Regions from separate parts of the Mus musculus genome. Here all the other regions are linked to region 1. The links are chromatin contacts, called in public HiChIP or PLAC-seq and promoter capture Hi-C maps. All regions are on one chromosome and are shown on one strand. Each heading gives the region's core, a stretch centred on a gene start, on an enhancer-like site or on the middle of the called end of the contact. The rest is flanking DNA. Distances are from core to core; before and after follow the strand shown.

Region 1 (3,991 bases), core at 942-3,441:
AAGACCAGGGTTTGATTTCCAGAACCCTTATGGTGTCTCACAACTATCTAACTATCAGGATCTGAGGATACATGTTTGTGGTGCACAGATATGCATGCATTCATACCTATAAAATAAAAAAAAAAAAACTGTAAACAAAACAAAAACCTTAAGGGCTGGAGAGAGAGATGAGCAGCTCAGAGCACTCATTTTGCTTTTACAGAGGACCTAGGTTCGGTTTCTAGAACCTACATGGTGGCTCACAACCATTAGTAACTCCAGTTCCAGGGGGGTCTAATGCCACCTCTGATCTCTGTGAGCACCAGGCATGCAGATGGTGTATGTATGTATGTATGTATGTATATATATACATATACACACACATACACACACACACATACATACATACATACAGGCAAAACACTCATACACATTAACCTAAAAACATTTTTAAACAATTTTTTAAAGCTTTCACAATATCCTCATCCTTAACGTCAATTCAAATGTCACTGATTCCAGATCCTACATTTGTAATCCAAATTCAGGAGGGAGGACAGCCTACATACTCAATTCCAGGCCAGTCAGGGATTGACAGTGAAACCCTATCTCAAAACAAAGAAGTTAACCTACTCCCAATTTCGGCCAGGATTCCAGCAGCAGGGGACCTGATGTTTTGAAATAGGACCGCATGCAGTGCAAGCTGGACTCAAACTTACTACAAAGCCAAGAATACCTGTGAAAAACTAATTGTCTTGACTCCAGCCTCCAGCTCCCAAATGCCTGAGATCACAGGTACGCAACACTGAAGGTATGGTTATTTTTCTTGCTTGAGAGTTTTTTACACACACACACACACACCTTACATTATTGCAGTTTGTAATGTGGCTACTTGAGATCTATCTCTCAGGGGATTGTTGTTGGTTGGTTTTCCACGAAAACACTTGCTTGGCCTCAAACATGCAGCAATCCTCCACCTCTACCTCCTAAACGCTGATCACGGGCTTGTGCCACCATGCTTAAGGGGCTCTTTTCTTTTAACTGGCAAACTCTTTCTTAAACAGGGTGATTATATTTTGAATTACCTCTACCCCATCTTGACTAAGGCAGTGAAGGTGCTGGGCAAAACACTTGCTGAATTTCTCTATCCACTTGACCCTCTCTTCAATCGTCCACAGTAAATCTTTGACACTCTGTGCAAGGTCGTCAATCTAGCAGCCCAAAGCCAACACACTTACTTCTTCCACGAGATGGATACAACACCGTGAGGGAAGACATCACCACCTTCTGACTCACGCCATTTGACTTGATTTTGGGCAAATGAATCAATGCCTGAATTGACTGCTGTACACAGCCTCTTTAGAACTCTCTGCGATGGGGTTGAGAAAATTCATCTCCCCTAAGTAGGCCAAAATCACACACACACACACACACACACCACATACACACACACAAAACCTGCCCTTTTCTGAAACTTCTATCAGTGATTCTCCCACGCTCTCACTCCCACCTGGGAGCAAGGCTGCCAAATTACTTGCTGCGTACCTAGTGGCGATGTAGACACGTCTAGCGCTCTAGGTCACGGCCACAACATTTAAACCCACGGGAAGGACTCCTTGAAGGAGGACACCCCCAACCCCCCATGGGCCACTCAGGTCCTAGCCTCATCATACCACGCAGCGCTCTCTATGCCTTCTGTCTCGTGATGCACCCCCCGAAGTCTGGGTTAGCTCAAGGACTCGGGGGAGGCAGAGGGCACAGCCATGGCCAGAGACACCGAGGCTCTTGCGGCTTAAAAAAAAGCTCGGGACCCCGAGAAGAGCACAGGGCCCTGGGAACAGGGCCCAGCGGGCTGAGACCGCAGGGCCACTAGCCGCCTCCTCGGCCAGGACGCCGGAGGGCGCTGTGGGAGCTCGGGAGGGTCTGCTGCCTGGCCTCTCCGGCTGGAACCGGTCGGGGCCCCACACACACTTCGGGCCGGGCGCCCCGCTACGTGGTGGTCTCTCACGAAGCCCCTCTGGGTAACCGCTGAGACGGAAAACAGGAAGCGCTCTGGGCGTACGGGAGAGGCAAGGAGAGCCTCCCGGCTCCACCAGCCCCTCACCTTCATGGCCGCGACCGCCTCGGCTCGGTCGGCTCTACCGGGGAACTCAGCACCATAGCAGCCTCCTCACACAACGGATCTTCCTTCCTTCTAAGGCGGCGAATGCGGCGCCTCCCGAGACCCACTGAGCGTCCCTACGTAAGGGGGCATGGCCACGCTCGGCTCACGCCCCGGGAAGACGCCGAGCGGCGGGCGGAGCCCACCAATCCGAAGCGGGTCTTCGGGGGGCCCGATCACCAAAGCCAATGAAATGGTGAAGAAGGGGCGGGGTTTCGGGCGCAGTCTTGCGAGCGAAGGGGAGAGGGGAGGGGCGGAGGGAAACGGGGCGGGGCGAAGAGGGGCGGGGCGGGGCGTGACGCGACGTGACGCCCGGTCTGTCGGAGAGAAAGCCGCTCAGGCTGAATTGGCTTCCTATTTTGGGTGGATAGCTTCCCTCGGCCCGAGGCAGAAAAAGAGCTGTGGTGAAGTAGGAAACACTGTTGGTTTGAAGCTTTTATTCTAACCTGCGGAGCAGGGCCTCTCTCGGGCTTAACCCATTCTCCGAATGTTCTAGATCTCATCACCAGGAGAACCTCGGATCTCCTCAAGGAAGAGGGGCAGCACGATCTAGGGCGAGCCATTTAGAAGATGTACTGAGAACGGCTGAAGAACCAAAGGCTGTCCAATTCCAATTCTTTGTCGTTCGGTTCGTATGTGTGTGTGTGCGGTTTTCTTTTTAGACAAGATTTTTTCCTGGCTGTGCTGGCCAGAGAACTCCCAGTTTACACCAGGCTGGCTTGGAACTCAGAGAAATCATGCCTGCCTCTCTGCCTTCCGAGTGCTTGAGATTAAAGATGTGTTCCACCACAACTGCGTCCAATTGATGTAATGTTCAAATTTACCCAAGTACTAACTAACCCTTTCAAAGAATTCACATGATCCCTTCAAACTGACGTCGGGGCAGAAAAACAAGTGGCAAAAGATGGTATAAATTTCTTCAGCCTTGCTGGATTAAGGCTTTAATTAGTTGGTTTTCCTACATTTCTTTCTCTCACTTCAAAATAATATTTGAGGTCGGGCGTGGTGGCACACACCTTTAGTCCCAGCACTTGGGAGGCAGAGGTAGGCGGATTTCTGAGTTCGAGGCCAGCCTGGTCTACAAAGTGAGCTCCAGGACAGCCAGGGCTATACAGAGAAACCCTGTCTTAAAAAATAATAAAATAATAATAATAATTGAAATTTTAGAGCTCAAGATGTTACTTCTTCCTTAGCGAAGACCCAGACAACTCCTATTCTTATAATAATAATAATACTTTAAAATTCTTTGTATCTGGTTTTGCCTGCATGTGTATCTGTGCACCACATGTGTACAGTGATCAGGGAAGTCAGATGAGGATGTTGGATGCCCTGCAACTGAATTACAGTTGTGAACCACTATGTGAGTGTTAGAAACCAAACCCAAGTCCTCTGTAAGAACAGCAAGTGCTCTTAACCGCTGAGCCAGCCCCTGTTCTATTCTTTTTCAACATCTGCTTAGATGAACTTTTTGACAGAACACGAATACAGCTGGGTGCAGTGGCACAGGCCTTTAAACCCAGGATGGCAGAGGCAGGTGAATGTCTCTGAATTCCAGACCAGCCACTTTACATCGTCAGACCCTGGCTCAAAACAAAACAAACCATAGCATGCTATGTCCTTGGACTATGTCAAGCCTATTTTTCTTCAGGCTCTATTGAGATAATGTAATATCTTGTCTGGCACTCAGGAGGCAAGAGGCAGTGGGTCTCTGTGAGTTCAAGAACAGCCTGCCTACTGAGAAAGCTCCAGGACAACCAGGGCTTACACAGAGGACAAGAAGAAAAACTATTAGACAGTAATTTTTCTGCTCATCATCTAGGCAAAGAAATTAAAAGCCATTTGCTGGTGGGGCTA
Region 2 (3,991 bases), core at 1,109-3,608, 720 kb before region 1:
GGTTAAGAGCATTGCTGCTCTTCCAGAGGCCGGCTATTGGTTTTCCAGCAACCATGGCTATAAGTCCGCTTCCAGGGGATCTGACGCCTCTAGCCTCTGAGGGTGCCTGCACTCATGTGTACAAACTCACATGCAGACAAACACAGACACCTACACATAATATGTATGTGAGTATACTGTGGCTCTCTTCAGACACACCTGGTGGGCATCAGATCCCATTACAGATGGTTGTGAGCCACTATATGGTTACTGGGAATTGAACTCGGGACTTTTGGAAGAGCAGTCAGTGCTCTTAACCGCTGAGCCATCTCTCCAGCCCCTAAAAGTAAGTTTTTAATAATTAATAATAATTTAATAATGTATTCTTGTCTCTTTTTACTGACTCTTATGAGAACTGGAAACGTAAGCTTCAGTATTCTGGTTACAGCAATGTTTGATTCCATTTATTTATTTATTTACTTAGTGATTGGGGTCAAACCAAAAGCCTTTCAAGCCCTAGCAAGCACTGTACCTGTACCGTTGTGCTATATCCCCAGACCTTGCGATAAGGCCTTACTATGTAGACCACACAGGTTCACAACTTACTCTCCTCCTCTTCTGCCTCCCCAGTGGGGATTATAGGCTGTGCTACTCCATCTCTGATTAGTAATCCACAACTCTTTAGAAACTCTCAAAAGTGTTAGTGTTTGCCTTTGAATATCTACTAAATGACTGTCTCCCCACACAGATGCTTAAAAAAAAAAACATTGTAAATAATATCTTGTGGGGGCTGGAGAGATGGCTCAGTGGTTAAGAACACTGACTGCTCTTCCAGAGATCCTGAGTTCAATTCCCATCAACCACACAGTGGCTCACAACAATCCGTAATGGGATCTGATGCCCACTTCTGGTGTGTCTGAAGAGTGATAGTATATTCATTTACATAAAATATAAATAAGAATAATACCTTGCAACAGATTATTATTCTCAACTTCAGTATCATTAACTTGCCGTGAGTCCATGGAGATCAGAAGTGGGCATAGAGGATGTGGAACTGGAATGCTGGAGTTACAGGCAGTTTTGAGCTGGAACCCCAACTCTGGTTCTCTGGAAGAACAGCGTGTTCCCACTAAGCCATCTCTCTCTCTTATTTTTTAAACTGTGTTTGCCTGAAAGTATCTATCAGTGCTGTGTGCCTTGCTCTCCTAGGTGAGAAAGGGGCACTAGATCCCGTGTTAGCATTTCTTCCAGGCTCTGCTGCGCAGTTACCTGGCAACAGCCATGTGTGCCTGACTCAATATAAAAGAGGCTGCTTGCGGCCCCCCCCCCCCCACTCTCTTACCTTCTCTCTTCCCTCTCCCTTCTCTCTCCTTTCCCCTTTCCTGTCTGTCTCCACGTGTTCCTGGCCGGCCTCTACGCCTCTATTTTCTCCCTCTCCCCCTCTCTCTTTCCCTTCCCCTTTCCCTCCTCTCCCCTCCCCACCTCCTTCCTCAACTCCCCTCCCCATCTCCCCATGCCCTAAATAAACTCTATTCCATACTATATCCGTCATATGGCTGTTACCTCATGGGGAAGGGATGTCTCAGCATAAGCTCGCAGAGGCACCACCTTCCACCTCACCATACCTCACTCTATCAAGCATATCCCTGGCTTCCTTTTCTTGTTTTATAAAACACAACACCCTGGAACCGGAGTTACAGATGGTCACGAGCTATACTGTGGATCCTGGGAACCTGGTCTATGGGAGAGCAGCAGGTGCTCTTAACTGGTGAACCATCTCTCCAGTCCATTTATTGTTTGTTTATGTGGAGACAGGTCTCACTGTGTAGCCCTGGTTGTCCTGGAGCTCGCTATGTTTACCAGGCTGGCCTTGAACTTGGAGAGATAAGCTTGCTCTGCGATTGAACCACTTACTGGGTGTAGTAAGGTGCATTTTGTAGTTTGGCCTCGATCGCCATTTTACACCAGTATTCTAGCTGTGAAGACACAAGGATGGTGCTTTTAAACGCGACAAATAACATCTAAATTCCATCCTTAAGACCTGGGGATGGTGGCTCACGTCTTTAATCCCAGCACTTAGGAGGCAGAGGCAGGCGGATTTCTGAGTTCGAGGCCAGCCTGTTCTACAGAGTGAGTTCCAGGACAGCCAGGGCTACACAGAGAAACCCTGTCTCGAAAACAAACAAACAAAGTCAATTTTCACTGCTCACCATTCTTAGGCATGGTAGGGAAATACTTTAGAAAGGGGCGGGGAGGGGACTCCTCCTCGCATGCGCACTAGGACCTTGAAGGAGCATCACTGTCAGCAGGACTCCGCCTTTCGCGTTCAATGTGCCTCAGCGACTCGGATCACGTGAACGTCCCGTCACGTGACGCAGGCGGCGTCTGGGGAAATGCGGGTGCCCGGGCAAGATGGCGGCGCACCTGTCGTACGGGCGAGTGAACCTGAACGTGCTGCGCGAGGCGGTGCGTCGGGAGCTGCGCGAGTTCCTGGACAAGTGCGCTGGGAGCAAGGTGAGGGACAGGGCCCCGGCGCCACCAAGCTTGGCCGGGCGGGACTGTGCGAGGCCGTGGGGGCGATCAGGTCGCCCGCTCAGTGACAGCCCCTGGCCGGGAGCTCCCCGACCTGCGAGACAGTTGTCCTTTCCAGCCTGGAAGCACGCACGCCCACAGCCCTCGGCACACAGCTTGTGAAAGACAAGCTGTCACTTCGTAACTTCAACATGGATCGTTTTTTGTCTAGATCGGGGACTTCATAGAATTTCCTTTCTTCCTGTTTTCCTCTCAGTGTTTGAGACAGGGTAACGCTGTGTAGCCCTCGAACTCACTGAGATCCACCTGTCACTGCCTCTGAGTGCTGGGATCGGCTCTCCATTTTATTTTTGAGCCTATTCCTGGCTATATAGACTGTTCCTGCCGGCACTCCTCCTTTCTCTCGCCTCTGGCACTACAGGCATGAGCCATGCTGTGAGGTTTTCTTTTAAGCATTTTTTCCCTCTATTCTGAGATTTATTAATCATACCCCATCCCTCTACAGGGAATGGGAAGTTCTAATCTGAAGAAAAAAACAAAACAGATGCTCAAAGAATCAGTTTTGGGCCCGGCAGTGGTGGCGCACGCCTTTAGCCCCAGCACTTGGGAAGCAGAGGCAGACGGATCTCTGAGTTCGAGGCCAGCCTGGTCTACAGAGTGAGTTCCAGGACAGCCAGGGCTACACAGAGAAACCCTGTCTTGAAAAAACCAAGAACACTCCCTACCCCCACCCACCCAAAAAGAATCAGTTTTGTAAACATAGCTCCAACTAAGTCATTGAGTCAAAAAGGCAGATTATTAAATCACAGGGGGCAGTATTAAACTGAAAATGATGTCGAAATCAGATATAATAGATTGTGTGGACCAGGTTTACAAAGTGTTTCTCCTGGAGGAAGCAGGGATCTTTGATGCCAGTATCATGAAATTTCCCCCTTTGTGGAAGGTTCTTTTCGACCCTTAGGCTATAATGTGACCAGAGCCTTTAAAAATCCTAACTCTAACTTTTAGAAGAATATTCTGGAAAGGTGGCTTAGAGGTGAAGAGGGAGTGTAGCTCTTCCAGAGGAGCCCAGATCAGTTGCTGGCACCTACAGACAACCACTTGTAACCCCAGATCCTTGGAAATTTGATGGATCTGGCCTCTGAGGGGAACCGCACCCACCTGCACATACCCAGGCACAGACACATACAACTAGACATAATTAAAGTGGGGGTGGGGCAGGGAAAATATTAAACCTTATAAAATTATATTCTTACTGGTTATAACTGCCTTTTCTGTTGCTGGTGGTGGAATTTCTGAGTGCTTCTCCCCTCTTACAGGCAATAGTGTGGGATGAGTACTTAACAGGACCATTTGGACTGATCGCACAGTACTCACTACTAAAGGTAATATGCATATGCGATTTATCCAAGAATTAATAATTAATCTAGCCTAGTGCGGGTAATGGGATTCTAACATATCTTCCTGAATAATCACTTGC
Region 3 (3,991 bases), core at 549-3,048, 670 kb before region 1:
CCTTTGTCGTTGAATTTAGAAGTGGCTATACTGGGAAAGTGCCTGGGCACTGAGTTTGCAAACTGCTAAACTTTGTAAATTAGGATCACGTGCTCTGGGGCTATCATCTATGGTTCTCACACACACACATATTCATGTTCACACTTGTCGTTCTTAAAACAGCAGCTTTTCCATTACTAAGATAGTCTTGGTGAATGTGTAGTGGTTCTGCCAGATCCCAGACTTAACTGGGCTGCTCTCAGTATTAGCAGTATTGGAAGTACAGCCTGTCTGTAGTATTTAGACAAGCAAGACAAGAAGGGGCTTGAAATACCCCCTAGTGTACCACTTGTTCAGCCCATTTGAGTCAGAAGTCCTGGAAACTGCTGATGCCTCATCCTGTAGGCTGTGGAGGTAATGCAGGCAGAGGGCGGGCAGGGCTGTTAATGCCCCGCCTGGTCTGGCATTGCCTGTGCGCAGCTCCCTGGGAGCTCAGAAACCACACAGAGATTGTAATTGGTCGCTAGACCACACCTAGTTGTTGAGTGCTCCAGCTGCCTGAAGACCTCTCAGCTCTGCCCAGATCTCTGGAGTGCGTACAAGTCTACTTTCACCATACCTGAGAGCGGCTGTGGAAGCTGTGGAGGTGGAAGAGTCGTGGAAACTTTGCCAAGTAAGTAAATTGGGAAGAGTGGGAAACTAGAGGCTGCCATTGATGGTAACTGCTAGGCAAGGCAGCAATGAATTTGAGCTAGCTTGTGACTCTTAGCATCTGAGGTGAAATTAGCTAAGGGCAGATGCATAAAGCATATCAAGAAAGATATGAGTGAAATCGAGTTAGTACCCATCACTTGACACCCTTCAATTTTAATCCTGACTGGCTATTAGGCAAGCATACTGGGGGCACACACAAGAAAAAATCCTTAAAATCTATCATCGACAAGGCCAGGGGAATGACGGAGGGAATGAGCAATGTCCTGCTGCTTCCCCTCCACTATGAGACAGGGCCATAGACAGGGCTGCGGCTTGAGTGAAGGGAAAATAAAACTGTCTTCCACTAGCCCATTAGCGGCACCAGCTCCATTAAAAATGCAAGAGATGGTGGGAAGAGAGGGCGGTTGGAGCCTAATACAGAGTCAGGACTGGAAAAGACCAGGCTCCTTCCCTTGTCTGAGTTCAAGTGCCAGTGAGAGTGGGGGGCAACTACTGCTTTAGACTTTCAGTGTAGGGGAGAATAGCACTTTGGGCTTCCTTGGCCTTGGAAGAGTACTGTTCATTGCGTGCAGCCTGTGCGTGCTCAGGCTCCCGGTCTCTGCAGGGCGATGCAGACCTCGTCCACCATCCACGTGCTGCAGTTGCTGCGGGAGCTGCTCGCCTTCGTGCTCCTCAGCTACACTGTGCTCATCGGGGCGCTCCTGCTGGCCGGCTGGACCACCTACTTCTTGGTGCTGAAGTGACAGCGCCCCGGCCCCGCCCTGCTCCGCCCCGCCCCACCGCGCCTCGCCGTGGCTCCGAGCTTCCCCTCCCTGGCCACACAGTCTCCCTTTCCAGGAGCGGCCCCGCCTCGCCTCGCCCCCCAGCCCGCTGCCCGCGTCACGGCGCGCGACCCGGCTTCAGCACCCGTGCACTGGAGCCTGCGGGGACCGGCGACGAAGTCGGAGCGGTTGGAAGCCAGGTGCGACCGTTAGAGCGGTTTCCTGGTGTCCCGGCCCCGCCCACTCCGTTTGTCCAATCGCAACCGCGTCCTCCTCTGGGGGCGTGACCATGAAGCTCCGGGCTCCTTGGGCCCCGCCTCGCTTGCGCTTCTGCTTGCTATGCTGCGTCACTTCCGGCGCGTGCGTCCGGCGTCGGTCCGCCGCGGGATGGCGGCTCTGAGAAGTTGGGTGACTCGGAGCGTCTGCTCTCTGTTCAGGTACGGCCGCGGTAGCAGAGGGCGGGCGGCGGCGGAGAGGAACCGGGAGCGCCGTGCCGGCCAGTGCGTCGGCCCCGGGCCGTGGTGCTGCCGCGTCCCGCCTTCTTCTGAAGTTAGAGGCGGGCCCCCGCCTTCGTCCCTCGTCCTCCATCAGGGACGGGCGCCTGAAAGTGGTTCTCCTCCCACGCATCCCGGGGGCTGGCTTTGGGGGGTCCCCAGGGACACTGAGGGACAGCCGGGCCACGGCGTTGGCTGGCAGCGCATTGTTAGAGAGAGCACGGGTCCCCGTAAACTCGGCCACCGGCGACAGCGGCTCGCTCCCGGGATTTGCTGGAGGCGACCATTGGCGACACCTGGAACCCAGGTCCCGGGGTCTAAAGCTGAATCCTGCGCACTCCGGAGAGTTTTACGTTGGCGTCAAGTTGCTAATCGGCTGCGGCGACTTTGAAACTTCTCCGCCTGGCGGGACGCTTCCACGCGCATTGACCTGTCGCTCGTGGAACTCAGATCGCATGCCCCTGACTCCCGAGTGCCGAGACTTAACTGGCCGTCCTGTGGTTTATTTTCTTAGAAGATTGCGGGCACTTCCTCATTTAGTCTCATTTACTGCTTGGTCCAAAACTCCTGCAGACCACAGAGCCTTTTACAGATTGATTTTGGGCTTTTTAAATTTTGACTTATGTTTCCAGGTACAGACAGCGTTTTCCTGTCTTGGCTAACTCTAAGAAACGCTGTTTCTCAGAATTGATAAAACCATGGCACAAAACTGTGTTGACTGGATTTGGCATGACACTGTGTGCGGTTCCTATTGCTCAGGTAAGGGACTGTCATGTGACTATTATATATAGGGTAAAGGGGCCAGGGAAAGAACGCCCGGACCCTGACTTGCCCCAGAGACTATTTCCAAGTCTTAGTGAACTCCTGAGCATTGGACAAGCTGCCACACTTTCATAGGTACCCCCTTCCATGATGCCATGTACTGTACTAAACCCGCATCTTCCGAGTGGAGCACGTTTCCCATTTTCTCATGTTATAGAAACAGTGTTCTTAACAGATTCTGCCCCCACTCCACCACCCCTGAAACTGAGCATCAGTTGAACTGGGAAGTAGACCGTTATTCTTGTACCAAAATCGAAGGGGCTAAATTTTGCACATGTGCTGCTTAACCTTTGAGGGTCCTGAGGTTAAAAATGCATTGTAAAAGAACTGAAGTGGGGAGGGTAGGCAGAAACGGGAGGAATAGCCATGTGTTTCCCAGCAGCCATCAGGCAGCTCTCACCTTGTTGTAACTCCAGTTCCAGAGAATCTGACACTCTCACACAGACACACTTGGAGGCATGCATATAAAACACCATTCATATAAATTAAAAGTATGAACTACCACCTCCTGGCCTTTTTTTTAAAAAGCACCAAAAGTCCAGGAGGTGGTAGTACACACTTTTAATTCCAGCACTTGGGAGGCAGAGGCAGACAGTTCTTTATGAGTTCAAGGCCAGCCTGGTCTACAGAGTGAGTTCTAGGACAGCCAGGGCCATTACACAGAGAAGACCTGTGTCAGAAAAGAAACAAAGTCAGCTGGTGATGTAATGTGAAGAAAAATATGGTGCAGTGGTGTGAGACAGCTTGGAGAAAGCTGACTGAGTGGCCTGGGTGAGGGAGAGGCCTTCAGCAGAAGGGGTTCCTGGCAAGCCTAGAAGGTGTATTTTGTGTGGTATGCAGCAAAGCAAAGTGGGCGGGCTGGAGTGAGGTTGGAGAGATAACCAGGGCTCAAATACTGTGACTGATCCTTGTGGCTCATTGTGGGGCTTTGGATTTTCTCTGAAGGCCTTGAAGGATTTGTTCTTGGAATATTATGATCTGGCTAATGTTCCAGTTTGATGAGGTGATAGCTGGCAGGCAGCACATGAGTGAGGGAGAGCTGTTTCCCACTTGAATTACCATTTGCTGGGACAGAGGAGTGGGTCTCCATCGGAAGAAAGTTACATTTTAGAAATGTCAGTGAGCAGCTGATAGGAAAGTGATGGGTTTTGTTTTGTTTTGTTTTGTCACTGGCTGTGTGGTTTATGGAGAAGAGCTAAATTTTGGGTTGTGGCTGAGAGC
Region 4 (3,991 bases), core at 660-3,159, 640 kb after region 1:
TCTAGCAGGGCTCTCAGCTTGTGTGAAATGCTGTAGTGCTCAGGGTCAAGTCATAGCAGGGGGGCTGGAGAGATGGCTCAGAGGTCTAAGAGCACTGACTGCTCTTCCAGAGGTCCTGAGTTCAATTCCCAGCAACCCTACGGTGGCTCACAACCATCTGTAATGGGATCTGATGCCCTGTTCTGCCATGCAGGTATACACAGAGCACTCATATACATAAAATAAATACATCTTTAAAAAATGAAAAGTTATAGCAGGGACATGATGGGGAGGGCCAAAGAGGATGGAGGTCTGGACTTGGGTGTAGTCATGGTGACACAGCATCCAGACTGGAGATCTGTGTAGGCCAGAACTTGTGACTGGCCTAGATGGAGTGGGAGTTGGGAAAGAAGGATGGAGGCATGCGCTACAGGCGGGAAAGCCTGGACAAGAAGTCCGGGCTTCTTCCTTCTTGCAAAACATGGCCACGGGAAGGTTGTGGGCTGCCCAGCAGCTCTGGAATTGGGTAAGACCTAGCCTAGAGATTTTCAAAACCCTGCCTTGACCAGCCTTGCTGCCAGGGGAGTCTTGGAGGCAGAAGTTGCCATCCTCAACCACGGCCTTTCTCAAGAAACCTCAAGCTGCTGGTGGGCAGTCAGGAAACACTGCAAAGCTCAGAGCGTCCCCGCCAACCTGAGATGAAATGCCCAGTAGGCAGAAATGCCTTCAGAGGGGCAAGGTTGAGCAGAGAGGAACGCAGCTCCCAAGGATCCCGTGCTAGGTTTGGGGGTGGGAGTGGGGATTGCTAGGCTTCTCCCCATCACCTCAGCATTCCTGGGAGGTAGGTGCCATTCTGAATGCCATAGGGCAGAGAAGGATACAGAGACACAGAGGCAGTGTCCCACCTCTAAGGCATGTAGAATCAGGTACTCGCAGGCAGTAGGTGCTGGGTAAGTGGTGGGGGCTTCAGAAGAGCAGAAATGCACGCTGTTGCTGTTGCTTCTCGGTCTTACAGTATAACCAGGCCCCAACCCACCCACCCACCATTCTTGTTCCTTGGCACTCCTGAACCCAACAGATAGGGCTTCGAATCATTTCAAGAAGGCTCCACTAAATTGGGTTTCTTCTTGCTAGGGTGCACCAGTGTGCTGACTCCTTGGGGGTCTGCTCTTGTGGTGCTAGCTGTATCTCCTTCCCTCCTGCTGTCTCCCTGGGGTGGCTGTAGGGCTCTGGGATGGAAAACAGGGCTTAGGGCTTCACACTCACCTGCTGGTAGTTTGCAGCACTCCTTTGCAGTGGCTGGCTGGCTCTCTCCACCTGTGTGAGGGGGACAGGGTTACTTCTCCACAAGTCACAAGATGCTGGGTGTGGCAGAGTCATGGCTGTGGATCCAGGTTAACACCCACCAGGAGAGGATGCGCCTGTCAATGCTCAATTCCCCGGGGAGGAGAGCGGGGTGGGCAGTCACAGTTCAAGAAGCAGCCAGGGCCTTGGTCACCCCACGGTGCCCCCTGGCCTAGTCCTCCACTCCCCGCCAGCCAAAATGGACAAAAGAGCAGCAGGGAATCACGAGGATGGAGGGTGGCCAGGGCTTCCTTCCTCCCTCCCGGGCCCCGCGGCTGGCGGGTGTGCAGAGCAGGGAGAAGATCGCAGCTGCCCTCAGCTCGAGATACAACTAAGGTTGGAAGGAAGAGGGGGGCGCCCTGACCTCCCCACCCCAAGCCTCATCCTCGTTACCTGGCAGCAGTCTGCTTAGCTCTGTTCTCATCCCAGGGTAGAGACTCAGGCACACCCCAGCTCTGAAGAGCCCAGGGGGAGGGCCCTTGCCTTTGGGGGTGTGGTGTGGCGGGAGTTTCCAGAGCTGCTCGAACTTATTGCTGCTGCAAACTCAAAGGCCTACGGAGGCACTAGTGTGCTGAGAGGCACTAACTTGAAGCGGCTATCAAATGACAAAGACCCCGGGAGTATGCACAGGGCTGGAACTCTCTTCCGGCTAATCCCACCCCACCCCCACTCAAACGCCTCATCCAAGGACCTCCTCCTCCCTCTCTCTTCCAAAGCTCCTGTGTTTACTGGAGGAGATGAACTCCCTAGCTGAATTCAGGGGGCCAACTGATGCAAGAGCAGGTTAAAGAGAAACTTTTTACCTGCTAATGGAGACAGTCCCAAGAAAGTAAGGGCAAAAGAAATGTATCATAAGCTGGTGGGGGAATGACTGAACCCACTCTCTCTGGGCTGGGAAGGAAAATTCAGGAGAGTCACTAAGAGACAGTGTGTGTGTGTGTGTGTGTGTGTGTGTGTGTGTGTGTGTGGAGGGGAAGGAGTGGGCTTCCTAGCACACCTATTCAGACCCACTGCAGCCCAAAAGCCCCGGGTCCGTGTAATGGAACCCAAACTTTAGCTTCTTCAGAACCCCAGCCCTTCATGGCTGCTGTGTGTGAAACTCTAAAAGCCAGTTTCCTTAGAGTTCAGTGACTTCAGCTTCAATTCTGGCCTAATTCAGCCGGTTATCCGCAACACTTGTTTCCTTGTAACCACCTGCAGGTGTGGGCTAGCCTCCCTTCCAGATGCTTAGTGCACAGCCCCCTTCGAGCTTAAGGCTGCATCTCCACGGGTGCTGCAATACTGTGTGGCACTGCACAGGAACATTATCTGCCTCCCATTGGTCTCTGATCCACTGGCTTCTACCAGCTCCCCTGTCCTCCATGCTGGTGGCAAGCTAGGTTGGATGGTGGCAGGACTCCTCAGAAATGTTGTGATATAACAGCCTCCTGAAAGTTCCTAAGGTATGGCCTGCTCCATCCTGAACTTCAGCCTTCTTGTGTTTCATCCAAAACTTATCTCTCAGGGCTGGAGAGATGCCTCAACGATTTGAGCACTTGTTGCTCTGCCCGAAGAGCCAAGTTTGGTTCCCAGCACCCACATGGTGGCTGACAACCAGGCATCTGATGGCCTCTTCTGGCCTCCACAGACAGTTGCATGCATGCAGTGCACAGGCACACGGAAAAAAATCAAAACTCTCCTACTTCGGGGTCAGCTAGACAGGGTGAGACAGTTCCTCCTCATGTCTGTAGGGTGAGGAAGGCCAGGGAGAAGGAACAGGAGTCCCTCCATCTAATGAACCACCTCAAAGCTGTGGGCTGACATCAGCAATACATCCTGCCATGAGTTACAAACAGTATAAGACAAGATATGGCTTCAGCTACCAAGACCCAAGCTCTGGACTCTCTGGCTGACTCCCTGTTGTGTGTACCTGTCCCTTTTAGCTTTCAACTTGACACAGCCTAGAATCACTTGGGAAGAGGGTCTCAATGAAGGACCGGCTACATTGGGTTGACCTGTGGGGATTGTCTTAAGACCCAGCTCACTGTGGGCGGCATCATTCCCTAGGCAGGCCTCCTGCAGCTATGTGAGAGAGGAAAAAGTTAGCTAAGCGATGAAACAAACAGGACTCATGAGTTATTCTCTCTCTGCTCCTGACTGTGGACATGAGGCTGCCTTGGTGTCCTCATTATAACAATGGACTGTGACTAGAACTGTGAGCTTTTTGTCAGGGTATTTGTGACTGAAACAAAGATGAACCTAGGACACCATATAAATTAGTGACTGAGTGTTGAAAGCCTGTGACCACTGCTGCTTTAAACACTGTATAAGATCCTGGCTGAATCAGTAAGGCGAGAAACAAGGAAGTTTGAAGATTGCAAAGCTATCGTCTGAAGTCATTGTGAATCCAGACCTGGGGAATCCCACAGAGACAGCGGACAGAGCGACTTCTGTCCCCATAGAACTCCCACTCTGGTTGGGTGGAGGGGTGAGGCCACTGATTGGTAAGACAGAACAGCCCAAAGAACAAATAATTTCAGGACCGCATTTCAAGGTAACCTTGTATACACTGAGAGAAAAACATTGCTCTGAAAAGAAGCCCCAGTTTGCAGAGACGCTTCAGAGTTGTGTGGTTGGATATTTGCTGGTTTGTTCTCAAGCATGAGGAAGTCCCTTTCCCCCCTCAACC
Region 5 (3,991 bases), core at 1,106-3,605, 570 kb after region 1:
AGCCAGGGCTACACAGAGAAACCCTGTCTCGAAAAACAAACAAACAAACCCTAAGAGTGGTTCACTCCAGGTATTTGTCAATGTGATATGCTCAGACCCAGGTCTAGAAAGTACTATTACTGCCAATCAATCAAACCACAGATTTCTCACAAAAATAAAATCAAGCCCAAAAAACTAGCTTGTAGTCAGCTTTATAAAACGACCTTTCCTGGCTCATCATCGCTTAACCTGTCCGTATGACTGCAGCTCCTGACATCTTTTTGGTGGTGTTGGGTCTTGAACAAGGGCCTCATGCATGGGTGGCAAGTTAGCAGCCTATACTACCCACGGCTCACTGTGACTTCAAAGGCAGCACAGACCCTAAGTTCCCCAAGCGAAGGGCTGCTGGCTGCCTAGGTGACTTGCAGAAGCCGCAAACGGCAGCCTCTCAATAGACTTCACGGCGAATCTGTATACTTCCAAACCTAGGGAGGCTCTCTGAAAGGTTGGTACCAATAGTGCGGTCTAAATACTACAAGATTTTTCTCAACACAGATGAAGAGGTTATTCATCAATTAAAATGAGAACCAACCCCGGTATCATGCTTACAAACACTCCATGTGACAAAACCAAAACTCACAAGGTTATCTGATTTGAAAATGTCAAGAGCTGGGAGCTGGGCACACACCTGTATCTTCAGCAAGAGCTGAAGGTCAGCCTGCACTAAACAGCAAACGAGCTACAAAGACACTGTTCACACGAAAAAGAAAGAAGGAGAAAAAAAAAACGGCAAACAATTACTGTCACAAAAACTATTATTTGCTCCGATGCCATATTTTGTCTAAGCCTATGAAGCTTTTAAGTAACCATAAACTCAATGTCACTGGAGAAGTGAAACCAACGTGACATTTGAACCTAGGCGCCAATGACAGTCTGTCCTTCAATATCAAAAGAAGAGCTTCCCGAACTGAAAGACCTTTAGTGGCATACAGGGAACTCTCCAAGGGCATACCCTAGGTAAAGTTTCTGACAGCTTGTGCATTTGTTTAGGCCTTTGGACAGCTCTCTCTCTCTCTCTCTCTCTCTCTCTCTCTTTCTCTCTCTCTCCTCTCTCTCTCTCTCTCTCCTCTAGTAACTGGGATAGATCTTAGGAAGCACCTGTGGCCTAAAAAGCTGTGACCGAGTCTCACAGCCTTTTTGGCTGCAGCCTACAAGCAGGTCCAGCCATTCTATTTTGGGTCAAGGAGACCTTTCTGCCACCCCCAAGTGACCTCAAGTAGACAAGCTGGGTTAGGGAGAAAGCACTGCTAGAATTTCTAACCAGGCCAGCAGTCCACCCACAACCCCACGGCCCTTCCCGAAAAGGATGGCAATCCGAGGACGGTCCAGGCAGCGGGAAGAACCCACGACGGGGGGCTGTGGGCTCCCCGCCGTCTGTCTTCGGGTCTGCTCCCGGATCCCGCAGCTGGGACCGGGCCGTGGCGTCAGGAGCTCGCCAAGAAGCAGGGATTCCCGGGGCGCCAAGAGGGAGGAGGGAGTGAGGCAAAGCGAGGTTAGCAGCCTGCAGGTGTCGCCGAACGAGGAGGACGAGGTCGCGTGGGGGCTGTGACTAAGAAGAGTGCGCGGTTCTGCACCGGGACGGACTGGACACATTCCCAAGGCGGTGACCTTGGGCACGTGGCTCCACCGCTCTGTCCCTCAGTTTCCCCATTTCTAAAGTGTGGGGATGGGGAGGGAGGGATCGTGAGGCAGAAAACGCATCTCGGGGCGCTCGGCAAGGCGCTGCGCTGCGCTCAGCGGAGGAAGCAGGGAAGACTCGCACTCCGGAGTCCCCAGGAGGCCGACTTGGGGCCGGGGGACTCACCCAGGACGTCGGCCGAGCGGTGGCGGGCCACGAAACACGCGTCGTCCCCGTAGCACGCGCCCTTCTTGAGCAGGCCCTTACGGAAGTCCTTGCCGAAGCCGCAGCCCGCCGTCACCAACCCGTAGTCGCCGCTGCTGCCACCACCGCCGCCGCCGCCGCCGCCCGCCCTGGGGTCGGTCTGCGACAGGCCGCCGAGCACGGCACGGGCCACCAGGCGTCCATACGACAAGACCGAGAACATCGCCGCCGCCGCCCCCCCGAGGAGGCGCGGGGCCCGGGGCGCCGGAGGACGCCGAGGCCCGGAGCCGGCTCTCTCCTCCGCCGCAGCCGCGCCGCCGGGGCGTTCCTCAGGGCGGCGCGCACTGGCCACTGCCGCCCCTGCCCGCCGCACGGGGCCTCGCACACGCTCTACCGCACGCACTGGAGCCAGAGCGAGGTCAGAGCCGGCGGCTCCTCCGCCTCAACCACACTGGGGTCCCGGCTGCAGCCGCCGCCGCCGCCGCCATCTTCCGCTCCACTAGCGTGTTCCGGGCCGCGCCGGCAGCGCCGCCCCCTCTCCGACCCCGCCCCGGCCCCGCCCCCTCTCCGCGGCTCAGGTCCAAGCCCCGCCCCCTCGGACTCGCAGCCCTATGTAGTCACCGGAATCGAGCGTGCGCAAAGGGTGTGGGCGCAGTGTCTCCTGGAAGTCGTAGTTAAGAGTTATAGTCGCTTTGGTCTTGGCTACCTGTGATCCAGGAGTTAGATTTACCAGAGGACTGTAAATTATTGAGAATGACCGGTAGACTGGGTTGTTGGGGGTTTTTTTTGGGGGGGAATTAGAATGGGTGTCCTGTTTTGATTTTTTTTCTCTCTCACCACCTTTTTTTTTCCCTCTTCTGATTTTTTTGAGATAGAGTTTCATCAAGCACAGGCTGACCTCAGACTCGCTCTGTCACCAAGGTTGGCCTTGGATTCCTTCTGATCTTGCCTACAGCTTCTCAAGTTCAAGGATTACAAATTATGTGCCACTATATCTTGTTTAACAGTTTCTTCCATACACACCACATACACACACCCTCTCTCTATATATATTCCTTTACATAACTGTAAGAAACCAAGATTGGGATTCTACACCATCTAGTATACTGGGTGAGAAACGGCAATCCTAACATTTCCATTATTCCTGTGTCTTGAAAGCCCCAGATCTAGTACCCTAGATCCTAAGTTTGACAGTCAACCTGGCCAAGCAGGTCTTTTTCCTGCCTCTGATTTGGAGGCCTTCAGAAACTGTGGAGGGCTGAGAGAACTGCCAAGATGAGGCCTCTTTCTCCAGCCACAGCTGCCTTCTCTTTTCAAGAGGGTCATCCCTTGGCAGAAAGAAGGGGTCAGGCATGATGGCCTATAGCTCTAATCCCTGGCAGTTAGGAGGCAGAGGTAGGCAGATCTGTGAACATGAGGCCAGCCTGATCTACATAGTGAGTTACAGGTCAGTTAAGGTTACATAGACACCCTGTCTCAAAAAAGAAAGAAAGAAAGAAAGAAAGAAAGAAAGAAAGAAAGAAAGAAAGAAAGAAAGAAAGAAAGAGAGAGAGAAAGAGAGAGAAAGAAAGAAAGAAGAGAGAGGGAGATAAAGAAGAGAGGGGGCACTTTCTATTTTATTTTTTCTAAAACTCTTGGCCTATTTGAACAAAGATCAAACAGCCTTCCCCAAATATTAACAATTGTAAGTTATTTCCCTAAGAAATTATTTCAGTTGAGTAACAGCAAAGACTCTTTATCATCATCATCGTCATTACTGTTCTTTTTTTTTTTTTTTAAGATTTATTTATTATTATATCTAAGTACACTGTAACTGTCTTCAGACACACCAGAAGAGGGCGTCAGATCTCATTATGGATGGTTGTGAGCTACCATGTGGTTGCTGGGATTTGAACTCAGGATCTTCGGAAGAGCAGTCGGTGCTCTTAACCACTGAGCCATCTCTCCAGCCCGTCATTACTGTTCTTAAGAGAACTTTTTAAGCTGAGCAGTGGTGGCGCACGCCTTTAATCCCAGCACTTGGGAAGCAGAGGCAGGTGGATTTCTGAGTTCGAGGCCAGTCTGGTCTACAGAGTGAGTTATTCTTATTTTATGTGTTTTTTCTACATGTGTGTCCTATGTCATGTGTGT

What was found. HiChIP or PLAC-seq counts read pairs in DNA pulled down with a chosen protein or histone mark. Capture Hi-C pulls out chosen DNA fragments and counts their contacts.
Region 2: a contact with region 1 is called in a promoter capture Hi-C map of adipose tissue, with 2.3 times the contacts expected there. The contact joins the promoter of Vps33a here to the promoter of Rnf34 in region 1. A contact is called at or near these places in 1 of 39 promoter capture datasets (hippocampal neurons), 3 of 115 datasets of contacts at active chromatin or transcription factors (astrocytes, bone marrow-derived macrophages and craniofacial prominence) and 2 of 9 other capture datasets (adipose tissue and liver).
Region 3: a promoter capture Hi-C map of liver shows a contact between it and region 1, with 2.3 times the contacts expected there. The contact joins the promoter of Diablo here to the promoter of Rnf34 in region 1. A contact is called at or near these places in 3 of 39 promoter capture datasets (hippocampal neurons, liver and pre-B cells), 3 of 115 datasets of contacts at active chromatin or transcription factors (astrocytes, memory CD8 T cells and microglia) and 1 of 9 other capture datasets (liver).
Region 4: a contact with region 1 is called in an H3K4me3 HiChIP or PLAC-seq map of the 230-238 cell line, with 10 read pairs. The contact joins the promoter of Hvcn1 here to the promoter of Rnf34 in region 1. A contact is called at or near these places in 2 of 39 promoter capture datasets (liver and pre-B cells) and 1 of 115 datasets of contacts at active chromatin or transcription factors (the 230-238 cell line).
Region 5: a promoter capture Hi-C map of adipose tissue shows a contact between it and region 1, with 4 times the contacts expected there. The contact joins the promoter of Pptc7 here to the promoter of Rnf34 in region 1. A contact is called at or near these places in 1 of 39 promoter capture datasets (liver) and 1 of 9 other capture datasets (adipose tissue).

Annotation. Positions count from the first base shown.
Region 1 is chr5:122,848,388-122,852,378 of GRCm38.p6, reverse strand. Rnf34 (ring finger protein 34) reads right to left here and starts at 2,191. Exons shown (of 6, transcript NM_030564.1): 1 at 2,081-2,191. The coding sequence starts at 2,086. It overlaps Gm33044 (predicted gene, 33044), which reads left to right and starts at 2,443. Exons shown (of 2, transcript NR_169045.1): 1 at 2,443-2,546; 2 at 2,634-2,929.
Region 2 is chr5:123,571,382-123,575,372 of GRCm38.p6, reverse strand. It overlaps Vps33a (VPS33A CORVET/HOPS core subunit), which reads left to right and starts at 2,358. Exons shown (of 13, transcript NM_029929.3): 1 at 2,358-2,493; 2 at 3,831-3,896. The coding sequence starts at 2,392.
Region 3 is chr5:123,521,971-123,525,961 of GRCm38.p6, reverse strand. Diablo (diablo, IAP-binding mitochondrial protein) reads left to right here and starts at 1,798. Exons shown (of 6, transcript NM_023232.3): 1 at 1,798-1,891; 2 at 2,581-2,707. The coding sequence starts at 1,842. Mir7647 (microRNA 7647) reads left to right here and starts at 3,267; the gene lies at 3,267-3,325.
Region 4 is chr5:122,207,647-122,211,637 of GRCm38.p6, reverse strand. Hvcn1 (hydrogen voltage-gated channel 1) reads right to left here and starts at 1,909. Exons shown (of 8, transcript NM_001042489.2): 1 at 1,717-1,909; 2 at 1,246-1,296.
Region 5 is chr5:122,282,762-122,286,752 of GRCm38.p6, reverse strand. Pptc7 (PTC7 protein phosphatase homolog) reads right to left here and starts at 2,355. Exons shown (of 6, transcript NM_177242.4): 1 at 1,844-2,355. The coding sequence starts at 2,084.